2 separate regions of the Rattus norvegicus genome follow, and region 1 is linked to region 2. Evidence: chromatin contacts called from public Hi-C data. All regions are on one chromosome and are shown on one strand. Each heading gives the region's core, a stretch centred on a gene start, on an enhancer-like site or on the middle of the called end of the contact. The rest is flanking DNA. Distances are from core to core; before and after follow the strand shown. Region 1 holds the start of Gfra1 (GDNF family receptor alpha 1). Region 2 overlaps Atrnl1 (attractin like 1).

Evidence for each region. Hi-C and Micro-C count contacts between places; a contact is called where the count stands out from the background.
Region 1: a Hi-C map of Schwann cells shows a contact between it and region 2, with 2.5 times the contacts expected there. The contact joins the promoter of Gfra1 here to the enhancer-like site in region 2. A contact is called at or near these places in 2 of 12 Hi-C or Micro-C datasets (Schwann cells and hepatocytes).

Annotation. Positions count from the first base shown.
Region 1 is chr1:267,554,369-267,557,068 of GRCr8, forward strand. It overlaps Gfra1 (GDNF family receptor alpha 1), which reads right to left and starts at 1,443. Exons shown (of 10, transcript NM_012959.2): 1 at 1,155-1,443; 2 at 1-281. The coding sequence starts at 1,194.
Region 2 is chr1:267,064,671-267,067,370 of GRCr8, forward strand. All of the region lies in intron 26 of Atrnl1 (attractin like 1), which reads left to right. Among named protein-coding and RNA genes, the nearest start is that of Atrnl1, 390 kb to the left of the region's middle. Within about 2 kb of position 1,436, at least 2 of the 93 cell types and tissues checked have an H3K27ac peak or open chromatin away from gene starts, as enhancers often do. A contact at or near this core is called in Schwann cells, where this site is marked.

The DNA.
Region 1 (2,700 bases), core at 193-2,692, 490 kb after region 2:
GTACATGCTCCAGTAGATACGCAGACAATTCTTCTCTTTCTTCATGCCCCGCTTGCAGCGGCAGTTGTACAGAGACTTCTGCTTCAAGGCCTCCATGGCGCTACGGCACTCATCCTTGGCCTCAAGGCCGGATGTCAGGCTGAAGTTGGTTTCCTTGCCCGCCACGCACTGCCTTAGTGTGCGGTACTTGGTGCTGCAGCTCTGTTCCTTCAGGCACTGATCGCTGGCTTTCACACAGTCCAGACGGTCTCCACCACTCACCTCGGCGGACATCAGCAAATCTACAGTGTTAACAGAAGAACGCTTGAGTCCAGCAGACAAATGGGTACCCTGATTTCAGGTCCAGGAAGGGCAGGGCTGGCGCCTAGGGCATGATAGAGCCACCGTCATTCTGAGGGGCGGATTAGGTAGGAAGCTGGTTCACCCCTCTTCGGGGTGACCATTTTCTCACCACTGGATCCCCTGCCATCATGCCCCTCCCTGGCTCAAAAGGAAGGTAGTAACAGCTTCCACTGGCTGCCTTAGCCGGATTTTCTAGGGATCCCGCGCAGCCCCAGCGCCCCAAAACAGAAGCAGTTCTGAACCGCGGACTGCCCCGCCTCCCCAGGCACCCGAGGCTGCAGTGTCTCCTGGCCAGCAGCGGGCACAAGGGCACTCAGCTAAACAGCGCGGCTGGGCGCTTGGCACCCGTAGCGCGCTGGGCGAACGACGAATGAGTTCCACAGTCTGCCCGGCGGGTGCGCAGAGACCTTATTCCCAGAAAAGTTTTTTCCATTCCAAGTTTGCTCTCTTCCGACCCCGGCGGTATTCGACCACACTCCACCTGCCGGAGCGTCTCAGTGAGATCCTTGCCACTTCCAAAGAAGACCAACGCCCCCGGGATGGAAGCCTAGGACCCCTCAATTCCCCAGCAGACTGGGTTATTAGCTTTTGTTTTGGGGTCTCCCCCCTTTAAACACGGTAAAATAAAATCAACCGCGCAAAGATGCGCCATCACCGCTTCCAAATCCCAGGGATTCTTGAACCTCTTCACCCCCTAGCGAAACTTCTTCCACCCACACTCTCGGCATCCACCCGCAATTCTGGAGTGGCCGCTGCAAGGAACCCCCTTTGAAAGACTCTGGGTGAGAAAGCCAACTGCGGCCTCGACTTACCCAGGAGTGGCAGCGCGAAGTACAGAGTGGCTAGGAACATGGTGCCGCCGCGCAGCTGGTCCCCGCCCCCCCAAAATCCAAAGCCGCCGCCCGGTCTCGGGGAGAGAGCTCAGCGTGCAGCGATCCCCGGGCGACTGCGCTCCTCTGGCCACTCAAAGTTCAGCTCCATCCAGGGTGAGAGCAGACTCCCCGTCGCTCTGCCGCCCACCGCCGCCAGCGACTCAGATCCGGGCGGGCGCGAGGGCGGGAGGCGGACCCGCTTTCAGGGGTTCAGTTCCGACCCAACCTGGAAGGGAGAGCGCGCTTTGAAATGAGAGCCCAGAGTGCTGAAGCCTCCCGCTCCCGCCCCTCTCCCCTCCCCCGCTCCCGCCTTGGGGGACTTCTCAACGCTACCCCCACTCGGGTCCGAGAGAGGGAGGTGCAAGTTCATCTATTACGAGCATGAGGAAGCTCAGGAACCCGGGGTCTGGAGCTGGAGAGGTTCGCTAGGGCTCCCAACGTTCAAAGCTGGAGGCTATCGCGCACAGCCCAAGAATCTGAACGCTAGCAAATAAATAACCATTACTTTCCGAGCAAGCGCCGGAAGCTAGCTGGCGCTGCCCGGAGTCGGAGCCTTGGCGGCGAAGGCTCCTTAGCCAACCCCGCTGGACCAAGACCCTGCTCCGGCTCCGGGAAGTTGGCCGCCCTTCCTGGCTCCCGCCCGACCACTCACTTGCTGGCTCGATCACTACCGTTCTAGCTCATCTGCCCCCGGCCGCCGATCGCCACCCTAGTTACCGATATCCCCTCCCCCGGACTAGCCTCTTTTCCCAGGCAGTCCTGCTAGAGGAAACTGACCTCCCGCTTGGAACTGAAACCTGGCTTCTGCGCCCCTATTCCTACCCGCCGCTCATCCTGGGCTCCTTTTCCGTGCTTCACACGCACTTGCCCAGCGCCCGAACTCCGGTGCATCCACACCACTGCCCCGGGAGAGCGAGCTAGCCCACAGCATCTGCACGCCCCAGCAGGTGCAGCCCCGCACCACTAGCGCCCCCCTAGCCCCAAAGTTGGAGGACGCCGGCAAAATGGAAAGGGATGGCTGGAGGGGAGGTGGCGATGGGTTCTCAAGTGGAATGAGAAAACTCTAAATGCCACCAACCTGGACCCAGTTGACCCGTGTCCAGCCGCAGCGAGTAGCCAGTGATTGTTTATTTATTTATTCTTTGGGGGTGTCCCCGCCTCCTCTTTCTCTTTCCGGCCTCACTTTCTCTGTGCTAGGTAAAAAAAAAAAAAAAATGCCATAATCTGCTACAGCTCGGAGAATAGAGTTGGCCAGGACGATTTCTGAGCAGACCTCCCCGCCCCGGCTCGATGCCCGGTAGGGATGTCAGCGGTTATTGGAAGCGGTGGGAGGGTAGCGTGCCCAGATTGGTTTTGGCTAAAGGCCCCTCAGGATGCTTCTGCTCCGGCCGCCCGGAGGCGCAGGGCCGGCTCCTCTGTGAAGCCCAGTTCTACTGTCCACCACAGCAGACTTACAGGCTGACTGGCGGTGGGACCCAAGGCCAAC
Region 2 (2,700 bases), core at 186-2,685:
TTCAGCTAATAATGACTTCAGTGTGCACTGCAGACGAAGTATACGGACCTGCAGTGGATGTTGAATTAGTTCCTAAAACATGGGTTCATAAACGGATGAATGAGTGGATTTGGTCTTTGACAACGTTGTGATAAAGCAAACATACCAAGAAATAAAAGGCGGCCTGTGACGACAGGCAGGTAGTGGATGAACCCAATTTTAACTTTACTGCACCTTTGAAATTTTCATAATGAAATGTTAGAAAAAATATTAGTAGAAGAATGGACTAAACCTTTTTCTGGTTAGAAAGACAGTCTTCCTCAGGACACTCATGTTATTTACTCTCTAACAGCATCTGAAGTTCTTGTGCACACACTCTCTGTGTCACCGTGGCCAATTTCATTTAAATTACTAAACCCACCAATGTTGGCGTCCACAAAAGGACTATAACAACACCATGTTGTGCCGATCTAAGAATTAGCTAGTATCAAGGCTGGAGAGGTGGCTCAGAAGTTGAGGACACGTGCAGCCCTTGCGGAGGACCCTGTGTCCATTCCTACCTCTGACGTCAGGAGGATCACAAGTACCTGTGATTCCAGTTCCAGGGAATCTGACACCCTCTTCTGGCCTCGGAGTCACCCACATGCATGTGGTGCACACACATACATTCATGTCCACACACATCATCGCAAAATAAAATAACAAAGTAATTTTTAAAAAAGAATTAAGTAGTATAGATGTAAAAATTAAATGACATGTGTGAGGTGTCTGGCAGCTAGTAAACAGATGTACAAGTCATCTTTTTTAAGTTAAAGTCAATAACAGCAACCAAATGAAATAAAAATTTCATTTAAAATTCTTCCAAATTAAAACTATTAATTTTAGTTTCAGAAATTATAAAAATGTAATTGTCTTAGCAAGAAATGAAAAGTTTTTGTCAAGTGATAGAGCCATTTCGTGTGGTTTATCTTCAAATTCAACAACTGTGCCACCAATTGCCATAAACCCCATGATATTTGATACATCACAGGAGTATCTCTAACAAATTTAAATCTTAACTCTAGTCCACTGCAAGAAAGGAAATATTCAGCATAAAAATCCTGCTGAACACGCCGTTTTCAACAGAATGGTTCATTCAACGAAAATAGCCCTTTGCTAGATGCTGCGGGAAAGAAAATGGAGTCACATGGCTCTCTCACCCACAAAAGGTTTATAGTGTGGTTAGAAAGAAATTTCCAGCTCTTGGGGGAAAAAGAACAATGAATGGTTTTTTTAAAAAAAAAATAAAACATGCAACAAAGAAGAAATGATTAAGAATCAAAAGAATAATGCAGATAATGGGAACCAAAAGTTCAGAAATGGTAAACTCATGTTTTTGGAATGCTTTGTGGGATTCCGTGACCTTTAGGGTCTTCAGAACATGAACAAAAGTTACTAAGAACATGTGATGTGGAGGGAAGGCAGAACACAAAGAGAGCTGGTTGGGACAGTGTCTTCTCTGTGAATCATGATCACAAACAGAGATTGAGAAAGATATTTAGCAGTAATGAGCTAAGAATTATAGCTGGGTGCTATAACCGTTCTCATTTCCAAGTATCACTCAGGGTCTCATTCCTTAGAGACACTAGGAAGTGTGCTGAATGTGACCAGCTCCAACTTCAGAAGGCTTTGATCACAATCTCTGTATTGGATGTCAAGTGTGTGCCTAGCTGAGACTCACAGTCTACCAGAAGAATTATGGGGAAATTACGGGTTGCTCACAAAGTACAGTATGCCTGTTGCGTAGAGAAACCCTGAGTAAGGTGCCAGGTGACATGGGCTGACAATAAGACAGCCTAAGTGTAGACAGGAGGCATCACTGAGTCTTTCTATAAGCAGGAGTTTATAAACAGAATGTAGACAGCAGCCTAGATAGAGGAGGAAAAGAAGAAAAGCCAAAGCATGGACTTTAGGCATGAGTGGCCCATGTGGGTGTGTCCACCGTACCAAAGCCAGGAGGGAAAAGACTGTGGCCAGGACTCCTTGGACCAGAAGGTCTAGGCCCTAAGCTCAGTGTCTTCATCTCTATTCTCTTGGCAAAACAAAGCTGTTAAAGGCTCATGAGGAAGAATGAAGTGTTCCTAGCGAATTTGTTACTGTGTTACTGTGTTTCACGTGGTGCCTTGAGTAGGAGGGGAATTGGAACAAGGAAAATCCAGAGGCAAAATGAGGGCAGGCAGTGGAGGCCTAAACCAGGGCATTGATATTCCAGCGGGCCATCTCCTTGTATTTAACTTAATATACCCATGGGAAGAAAAAAGTAGGCTGTAGCAAGGGTGGAACTGGAGGAAACTGGAATTGTTTAGGGTCCCCAACACGTGGTAATGACAAGAAAGCCAAGAACAGTAGATGTAGAACAGCTTTAGCCAGCTTCACTACCACCTTTTGATTCTCTACAGACAACTCCTGTCTTTCCCTGCACCCAGAGCCATCCTCCCACTGTGCACTGCCTCTATAGCAATGAAAGGAGTCATTCAGGATCCAGCTTAGTGCCTGCAGGCTTCTGGTTTACTCTGATAGGAATAGAACTCAGGAAGGTAGAGGCAGAAGTGGGAATGAGTTCAGCTTTGTGCTTATCACAAGTGACTTCCTGGTGGGTAGGTGTTATGCCTGTGCCTAGGGTGGATGGACTTGGTCCTGTGATGTCATGCCCGTGCCTACGGTGGAGGGACATGGCCCTCT